3 separate regions of the Zea mays genome follow, and all the other regions are linked to region 3. A link is a contact called in public Hi-C data. All regions are on one chromosome and are shown on one strand. The core of a region is the stretch at or near the end of the contact, and the rest is flanking DNA. Distances in the headings are between cores, read along the strand shown.

Region 1 (3,286 bases), core at 536-3,035, 660 kb before region 3:
TGCTCATGACCGCGAGCACGACTAGTATACCAGTTTTACACTCTGTAGAGGTTGTACCCTGTACCCACAAGTCATGTATCCCATGTCGCCAGGGTTTGCATGGCCCTTAGACACTTCCCAGGTGAATGGCTAGGGATCCACTACGAGGCCTTTACAAAGTTCCACTAGCTTCCAGATACCCACTACAATTTCTAGGAAGAGCAATATAGGAATCCCTCATCTGACCGCCATCGCAGCAAAATCAATCTGAGAACCTCCCTACACGCCTACTCCCCTACTGCCCTTGCTCCTTTCGGGTAAGGTAGTCTTTCACTAGCTTTCCTAATTAGTCAGCCAAGGGCGTCCCATTCCACTCTTGTGGTGGCACATGTTTCTCAAGTTAAGCTCCATGTTCCAATTAAAAATAATGATCTCGACATGAACATAAATAAAATAATAGTATAATTGGAACATGAAGATAATGTAATATTAAACCCAAAACCACATAGAGCAATAGCAAAACTACCCAAATGATTCAGGGGTGAACAAGGTAAAAGATAAGCAGACTAGGGTGACCTATTGGGTCCCATCAAAATTAAACCTATGCCTGAATAAATGATTATAGAGAACATTAATGGGTAAATAAAAGTGATCAAGGGCACAACTTGCCTGGGACTTGAGATTCCAGGTTCTAGGATGGTCTTCAGATTCTCGTGACCTCACTACTAGTCGTAGCATTATAAACAAACATGGTATAAACAAAATTAACATCACACCAAACATAATAACAAACTACATAATAATAATCTATGCGCTGCTACGAGATCGTGGGTTTGGGAATTACCAAAAACGGAGTTACGATTATAAAGTTATGATTTTCTAAGGATTTATGTGATTAAACCGGAAAACTAGGTTTTATGTTGATTATTATGAACTATGTGGGAAAGATATCCCAATAACTAATTTCAACCTTAATTTAAGTTATGACTTAATTATAAATCTTGTTTTAGTCATCTTATAATTATAGACAGATTAACTTTGATTAAAAGGGGTAAATCTACTAACATAGGTTAAACAAATATCTAACTATAAAATTATGCAATAGGTATCATTAATACTGTTACTGCATAATAAATATTCATATGAAGCTAGCGCAACTTGAACGGATTGAAATAGAGTTAAAATAAATTAGTTATGATTTTCTGGAGTTATTTGGTACCTACAATAAAGTAATTCAAGTGAATAATGTTATTTTAAGTTTCATGGCTAAACAAAGGTACTAGATGATGAACAATATTAAAACAAAATTATTGCAACTGGAATGGATCAATTTGGAGCTAAATTCATCAAGTTATGAATTTCCTAAGTTTGGGACGTTATATTGCATTAAAAAGATTTTTGTATTTAATTTAATAGATTTCTGAGTTACTTGGACTGCGGCCACAATTATAGAAAAGTTCAGGGGTCTAAATCAAAGAAATCAGGGCCTTTCTGTAACTACTTAACACAAAGTGTGGATGGCGGGTTCATTTTCAAATTACCGAGGGGATCATATGCTAAAACGTCTGGGTGAAGGGGTACGAGTCTTTCTGAGCTGTTGGATCCGAAACACGCGGCCCAGATTAAATCTTCACTTTATCGAACAGGTACGCGCCCAGAGCCGCCCGATCTAGATCCGATGGCTCCGAGTTTAAAGTGTCGCGGTCAATTCTAACGCGTGAGATCTCGATCCAATGACACGGCCTCATTTGAACCCATCTGGTATCACTTTTTGATCTTACCCGCTCATCACAAAATCAACGGCCAGATCACTACTCTGAACCGATCAAATCGAAGTCGTCCAGATAGGATCGGGTGGCCCGCACGTGCCTGCCTCCCCGGCCGACCGGACGAACGGCGGCACACAAGTTTCCCACGGTGGCGCCATGGCCGCGATTTCCCCCAACAAGCTAGAGCCCAAAACTTTGATTCACTAGACGCATTATGTGAAGGAGCCGATGAGGAATTAGTAGGTCGTGATCTCACCGGAAATCGCAACAAGGAGTTCACAGGTCCCGGCGCATGGTGGCCCTACAACAGCGGCGGGGAAAATCCACAGTGTCCGAACGCTCCTCCAAAATCCGATGTCATGGCGAGATCCCACAAGCTTCGGCGAAGCCCCCGAGCAACTCGCAGGGGTTGGAACACCAGCCTAGGCCTGGGACAGTGATGGCGGCTTCTCTCCCTTTCTCTCTCCCCTCTGCTTGATTGATGAAGCTCTGCTCCACCCGATGGCTTCGGTGCTTCCTCAATGGTCAAGGGGGGTCAACCTATATACCCCAGAGGCGCAAGCAACTAGGTCCGTTCGATTCGACCTCAAACAAACTCTCCACTTCCTACGTGCGGCGCGGCGAGATCCGGGGAAGAAGCTTCTGCCCACCGGGCCCACACGCAAGTGATGGCAAGGAGACGTAGTCGTGCGGGGAGGCTGCCAAAGTGGGCCCGATCTAGGAGATTTCGTCCCAGCATGTTTGGGTGAGTTTCTTTTCTTTTTTTCTGATTTATTTTTCCTATTTCACTTTTAAATCAACGTCAAGTTTGAATTTCAAACTCTTTAGAATATGCAGTAAAAATCTAGTATGAGATAACTCTCTCAGTTACCCTTTTATCATTATTATGAGTATTAACTGGCTTGCAAAAAGGTTAGTTCATTTAATCCAATTAGTATATATTTTTTATACACCTGGCTAGTAGGATCTAAACTCTTCTACCAGTATCACTAATCCGTTTAAAATAGATCACATTAGATTAGATCACATTAGATTCTATAATCCTATTTAAGAATATCATTTAGTTAAGCATATCAAGCTGACTTTATCTTTATGAAGTTCTAGTATCTTTTTTCTAAGTGGAACTTCCAATTAGTATATATTTTTTATACACCTAAAATTTTCATGCCATTAGCAGGTGTAGCATAGAAAACAAGGGTACATCAGGTTTTAGCTATTAGGTGAGTGTAGAGAAGATTTGGGGGTAAGAGAAAGTTAGGTAAGGGAGACTTTTATTCCGGGTGGTGGATCTTGATTCACCTGAAGATCTGTTTCTACTCATATCCTTCATTGTCGAGGTTAACCTTCTTCTTGGGTCTGATTTAGGGACCATCGGTCATGGTGTTAGATGCCATTATCTGAGTTGGAATAACAATTGTGGGTACATGGAGTAGGTAGGTTAAATAGAGTTTTACTTTGCTTTTGGGATAAATGGGTTGGGCAACCTATAACATAGGCTAGGTCGTGGTTTCACGGACAAGTTGGTCTAAGACACCAAT
Region 2 (2,987 bases), core at 173-2,672, 730 kb before region 3:
CTTTATAATCTAAATAAATTGAAGGGAAGGACAACCATCTGCATTGAGTTATTGACAAATATACCTTTAGATATGGTGACAAAACGGTTGTTGAAGGTTTCACAAAGGCAGAGGGGTCACCCTTTGGTTTCTCAAATTTGGCAACCCATTCCTACTCAAAACGGAACAAAAGAATCGATCGTCACTTTCAGATCACCAGTGGAAACAACAAAGAATAACAAACTTGATGGATTCCAGGATATTGCTATTCCGGAAGCAACAACCTTATTTTGAAGCGATTCTTTCATTCTCCTCAGAGCTTCTGTCTCTCCGCCATGGAATGGTGGAATCTCCTCCTGCGAATGGCCATCCAGCAGTTCAGAGAGACCGATCCAGACATCCAGTAGTAACTGACATACTAGTTCTTTAGACCAATTGTGACTTCACCCTTACCTGGCTGATATCGCCGTACCCAAGCTCCTCCACCGTAGGCACCGGCAACAGCTCGTATTCCCCTGTGTCTCCTAGCGGTGGGAGCTCGGAGTATTCCTCCATGGCGGGAGCTGGCGGCTCCCCAGCAATGGAGACAAAGGATTGATATGTCAAAGGCGGCCGACCACCGTTCTGCACATTGGCAAAACCAGAATCAGTTAACCACATTTTTTGGTTGTGACCATTGAGTCGTCAATTAACAGGTACTGAATACTTGTATAATAAGCATTCGAGTTTCGAACACCTTCTTTATAATTTCTTCTGGGTCGAAGAGGGTGTGGCTGACGGGCGTGAGCACCTCGATGCCGGACGCCAATGCAAAATCCTAAAAGTACCAAATACTTCATCAGGAAACATCACCCAAAACAGATACCGGCGAGTGAAGAAAAGTGATCAGCAGCCTCACCGTGACCTTCTTATCGCGGGCCAGCGCGTACGGCTCGGTATCGGACTCGAAGCACAGCTTGCCAATGTTCCACTGAACTAAAATGAACTCAGGATTTCGTCATTGTGTAGCCAACGGTTGGAAGGGCAAAGAAAAAAGAAGAAGATACTAGTAGTAGGCTTTACGTCCAGGGCGCCAGAAATGGCCGGATGCTTACGTCCTTTAGGGCCGCGCAGACAGCGTCGGCGACGTCGTCGCGGGCGCGCAGGAGGAGGAGGCGGGACCCTAGGCGGCGGAGACGAGCGTCGAGGTCGCTGAGGCTCTCGAGGAGGAAGCGGATGCGGGCGACCCCGGCGCGCGCGGAACCTGGGGACGCCGCGACGGCATCCGGGCGAAGGTAGCGCGGATCGAGCACGAACACCGGGTACAGCCGCGCGGATGCAGCGCCGGCCCCGTGTCGGCGGGCCGCGTCCAGCGCCGGGTTGTCGTGCACGCGCAGGCCCTTCCGGAACCACATCATCGCCGCCGTGGCGGCGGTTGCGGCCTCCATCGCGGGCGGGGTTACAGAGTGCGGAAGATTGGGGGATTTTGCCAGCGGTGGAGTTGGGAGTATGGAGACTGGGAGAGATGGTGCGGGCCATTGATGGGGAATTGGACGGCGCAGGTTTGAACAAGGGAGCAGTAACCGTAGCGAGTGGCGCGGGAAGTGGCCACGTCAGTTACCTTTTGGCCGTTCTTGCCCGGATACACAGGATCCTATGCGGATTGTCAAATGCGGACGAGCAGCTGCGGAGGGGAGATGACGCAGATTCGCTGATTCGGTACGCGCGCTCGCCATATCATGATTTTGTCGCAGGTACTCTGCAGATCCGCGTGCCACCGTCCACCGATGGTTCGCTATTGCTGGAAATGTGAGATGAGTAGCTGTGTTAAAAGTTGTTTCCAACCTATTTTGTATTAAATATCTCTTTCTCTCCCCTACTCCCCTACCATCTGCCCCTTTCTCGTGGATCAGATGTGCTAAAGTTTAGTACTTTATTCAAATAACCCTCAAATGTTAAAGTTAAATAAAAGTTTAGTATATGCTAAATTTTAATATGTGCTAAACTTTAGCACTAGATAAATAAGTAGACCCATAGTAGGAGGGTGCTGAACAATTTTTTTGATTTTAAGACAATCCTAACATTTTAGACAGGCCATCAGTTATGGTTTTGGTTTTGTATTCGTCTTTATATTGTGTTGGGACTAGTTAGATGACCATATGTTGCTACGAATTCTTACATCTCTAAAGTAGACCTTGTTTAAATGAAATAGATATGTGCCGATCACATGTTTTCGATGCTATATGACATCAAAAACAAGACAACACAAGTTAAAAGATTGCAACATTCTCCCTTTAATTACCCCTTCTCCGAATGTTAATTTAAGGGAGAAGATATAAGATATGAATGAATACATAGCAATAAGCATAAGAAAGAAGTAGCAAGGAGTAAAACACGTTACTTGTCTCCATGCCTTAGAACTCATTGAAAGCTCTCTTGTAGGTTTTGATGGTTTGGATGACAACCTAATTAAAGGACTAATATGTGTGTTAAGTGTTGCACAGGTGCTTAATGCAAAGCTCACAGGGTTTAACACAAGTGAACAAGTGTGATGGTCCAAAGACTGGAATGTCTATGGATAATGGACGTCACAAGTAAGATGGACATTGCTTAAGTGAGAGTCGGTGTGCGTAACTCAGAGACAACTGATCAAGCTAAGAATGGACACAAGAAGAGCTTCGAGGTGCCGAGTGCATGGAGAGAAGGTCAAAGAGGCCGAGGAACCTAAAGCCATGGGTGTAAAAGAAGACTTGCAAAGTCAAGGTTGATCGAGTTGAGAAGAGATATGGTGCATCGAGGATCACGACTTAAGAACTTGACTTATAACCAATGAGATAACACTATGGTTATGTGGTGTAAGTTACAAGGCTCAAGATGAAGCTCAAGAAGTGAACAAGGTCACTAGAAGGAAGAGTAGTATCAAAGCCAGAACCTAGAAGCACCCCAAAAGAGCTAAGTTCACTTTGACCTTTAGTTTGGGTTGTTCCTATGTCTGGATATGTTCTATGTGACTATTGCAGGGTGTTGGA
Region 3 (2,990 bases), core at 358-2,857:
GCTCCATATATAGGCGTGCAACGAATTAATTTAAAATAAATGTGAGGGGTTATTTGTAAAAAGATGACGCGTGACGACCGTTGAAACTGGTGCTTTAAGTATAGTACTAGTCGGTTGCCCGTGCGTTGCGACGGCTTACAATAATACCCATGTAAACTATCCATAAAAAAATTGAAGATTTTTTATTGATTGCCTCCGCTCTCTGTATAATATTTTTTTGATTTGGCTAATTGATGTTATTGTTTACTCCATGTAATATGTCTTGGTACAACACGACCAATGAAGTGAGTGATTAGAAAGAGTTCACAATGACTGATGAATGAACAGAGATTATAAAATGACATAATTCCATCATACAGAGACCAAATAAGACAAAATTTGTGAGCTCAAGTTTCTAAAATAAGTCTCATGAAGTCAAACTTATAAAAAAGATAGATCAAAATATGGAGTGATTGCTAAAGTCAGGCATCAATAAAAACTGGATGCACTCCATATAAATTATGCTACTTCGTAGCAATTACTAACGTTTAAAACCAACAATAACATTTTATTTTGTTGTTAGTGTGATAAATCATTGTTGCTCCATCCAATTCAGCAACCTCAAACACCATGTAGTCCATTGCGCCAATGTGGTCTCAGAAACAACCTAATGTTTGCAAGAGCCAAGAACGTCGTGCCGTGCTTGGGCTGTAGCCACAGCCCGTAGTGCTGGCCCGACCCAACACCATTATTTTTTTATTTTACAAAAAAAGTATATACCTATATACAATTTATATTCAATATTAAAAACATCTTAGCATGATGTTCTACTGGTTAGACAGCTTCACCCAGTGTTTCTCGTCCTTTTTCCATCAGGACTTGGGTTCGAACCCCACCTCCTGCATCGTTTTTGTTTTTTAACATTTTACGTTGATTTAATTAAATGGATCGACGGGCTAACGAGCTGGCTCGACACAGTTAGCAGGCCGGCATGACGTGCCCGGGCCATAATTGCGTCTAGCTCGTGCCGGACGCCGTTTAGCCATCTATATAAACGTGCAGCTGATTAATTTGAAATAGCTGTGAGAGATTATTTGTAAGAAGATGACGTATGACGACCGTTAAAACTGGTGCTTTAAGTATAGATAAGATATAAGACTTGTATGCTGTGTTTGGGAGGGATGAATCGTTCTAAAAATAGTCTATTAATTCTCTCCCAACCTGCGAGGTCTCTAGTTCAAGTCCTAGTCAGATTAGATGAATAGTAATATTAATTTCTCAAAAAGAAATCCCTGTATAAGTCGGTGCGCGGGGCGGAATTTTCGCGGCCGTGTGACATGTGGAAACAAAAATCCATGGCGCCCCGATAGATCTCCCATCCTGGTCCCTGGGCCCACGTCGCCCGACCGTTTACTGCCACCGCCTCCAGAGGCCCATGCCTCTCAGGCCCACGTGCATCTAGGACTAGCATTCAACGTTCCATGTATCGGGGGGCTCGGGCAGAACTGTACTTGGCCCGTCTCAGGGCTCGCAGAACAGGGAGCGTAGGGTAATACTTTGCGTGGCGGCCGCTGCGCTCCTCCCCTCCACCCTCCTATCCCCCCACCTCACTCCGCTTGTGCGGCCGCGTGGTGGTGCCTCCCGCGGCGCTGCGGCTGCTCTCCGATCCCGAGCGAGCACATATCCTCGCCACCTTATCACGAGGCCCTCGCACCGCGCCGACGCGATCAGCGCGTCGAGCCACCGGAGTCTCCCCTTGCGGTTCGTGTTCTCTCTCTCTACCCGCTCTGCTCCCCTATACCTCGTCGTCGCGGGATCGAGCGCCGCGGGGATGGCTTGCGCGTTTCGATCTGTGTGACCAGATCGTTTCATGCGCGTTTGGGCTCTCAGGTTTGGATGGGAAGGACCAGGAGGAGATTCTAGGGTTGTGGACTGTGTTTGCGGTAGGGTTTTGTGGGTTTGTAGGGTGTCTTCAGGTTTGCGGTTTGGTGCATGGATCCTGATCTGGGGCCGGGATTGTTTGCCTAGATTCCTGTCGTTGCACTTGGATGCTGCTCTGCCTGATTACTGATTACTCAAGTGAGTGTTGGCTGGCGCCGTGTGTTGTAGACAACAGTGGTCTCGGAGTCAGTAGGGGGCTGGCAGGGGGCATGCCGAATGAATGACCCTCATGATCCATTTTTTTCGTTGAAACCTTTGAGATCAACAAGAACTTTAGTGCATGGTTTATATTTGGTTAGTAGAATAACTTAGTTAGGCCCCAAAGTCATATAATCCTAGCTCCATCATGGGCAGTGGAGCAGATGTACAAAGCTTGAAGAGGCATAAAGACATTGTTATTAACTAGCAAACATGCCCATGCCCTGCAACAGGACGTACATCTTATGCATTTGCTACAATACATTTTGGAATCAGACTATGTACTGTTGCTGGACGCTTGCTATTCTAACTCGTATGATCAGAGGTTTTGAGTTTGGGTCACAGATGAGATAGTAAACCAATTAGGACTCTAGTCTTTAATTTATCCCATATTACTACTTTTAGTAAAACAGGCGAGGACTCTGCTTGTGGGAGTGTAGGGACAGACTGACCAATAGAGTGATGTACCAAAATTTGGAGGAAGAAATTTCTACTCTTTAATATTATAATAGTATATAGATATAGATATATAGGTGAAGATTTATTATTATTAAGTGATTTGCAACAAGGGCAGGGACTTCCAGATGAATGTTTTTGGGTGTTCTTTGTTGTCTTGCCTCCTTGTTGCTTGTTTGCAATGGGTATTTATTGTAAAAGCTGGTTTTTGCTAGTAGAATTGGGTATTATGCTTGTTGCATCTGCACATTCTCTACTCCATGCTTGTGACGTTCTTTTAGAAGGCTGCAAAAGAAATGGCTTTTATGTGTTGTGAGTAGTAGAAGTATATTTCTGCAGCTATTTTAATCATGTAAGTGCATGCAAATTTGAAGGCATATATCATATTTTTTTCTTTTGAAAGGGATGTTCACAAA

Evidence for each region. Hi-C and Micro-C count contacts between places; a contact is called where the count stands out from the background.
Region 1: a contact with region 3 is called in a Hi-C map of endosperm, with 6 times the contacts expected there. The contact joins the enhancer-like site here to the promoter of LOC100192934 in region 3. A contact is called at or near these places in 2 of 25 Hi-C or Micro-C datasets (ear and endosperm).
Region 2: a contact with region 3 is called in a Hi-C map of endosperm, with 5 times the contacts expected there. The contact joins the promoter of LOC100280217 here to the promoter of LOC100192934 in region 3. A contact is called at or near these places in 3 of 25 Hi-C or Micro-C datasets (ear, endosperm and tassel).

What each region holds. Positions count from the first base shown.
Region 1 is chr5:112,962,521-112,965,806 of Zm-B73-REFERENCE-NAM-5.0, forward strand. No RefSeq gene overlaps it. Among protein-coding and RNA genes, the nearest start is that of LOC100280217, 72 kb to the left of the region's middle. Within about 2 kb of position 1,786, at least 20 of the 20 cell types and tissues checked have an H3K27ac peak or open chromatin away from gene starts, as enhancers often do. A contact at or near this core is called in ear and endosperm, where this site is marked.
Region 2 is chr5:112,890,587-112,893,573 of Zm-B73-REFERENCE-NAM-5.0, forward strand. It overlaps LOC100280217, which reads right to left and starts at 1,423. Exons shown (of 11, transcript NM_001153148.1): 1 at 1,074-1,423; 2 at 878-949; 3 at 716-796; 4 at 433-603; 5 at 264-335; 6 at 65-151. The coding sequence starts at 1,406.
Region 3 is chr5:113,625,354-113,628,343 of Zm-B73-REFERENCE-NAM-5.0, forward strand. It overlaps LOC100192934 (Peptidyl-prolyl cis-trans isomerase CYP95), which reads left to right and starts at 1,608. Exons shown (of 14, transcript NM_001358497.1): 1 at 1,608-1,740.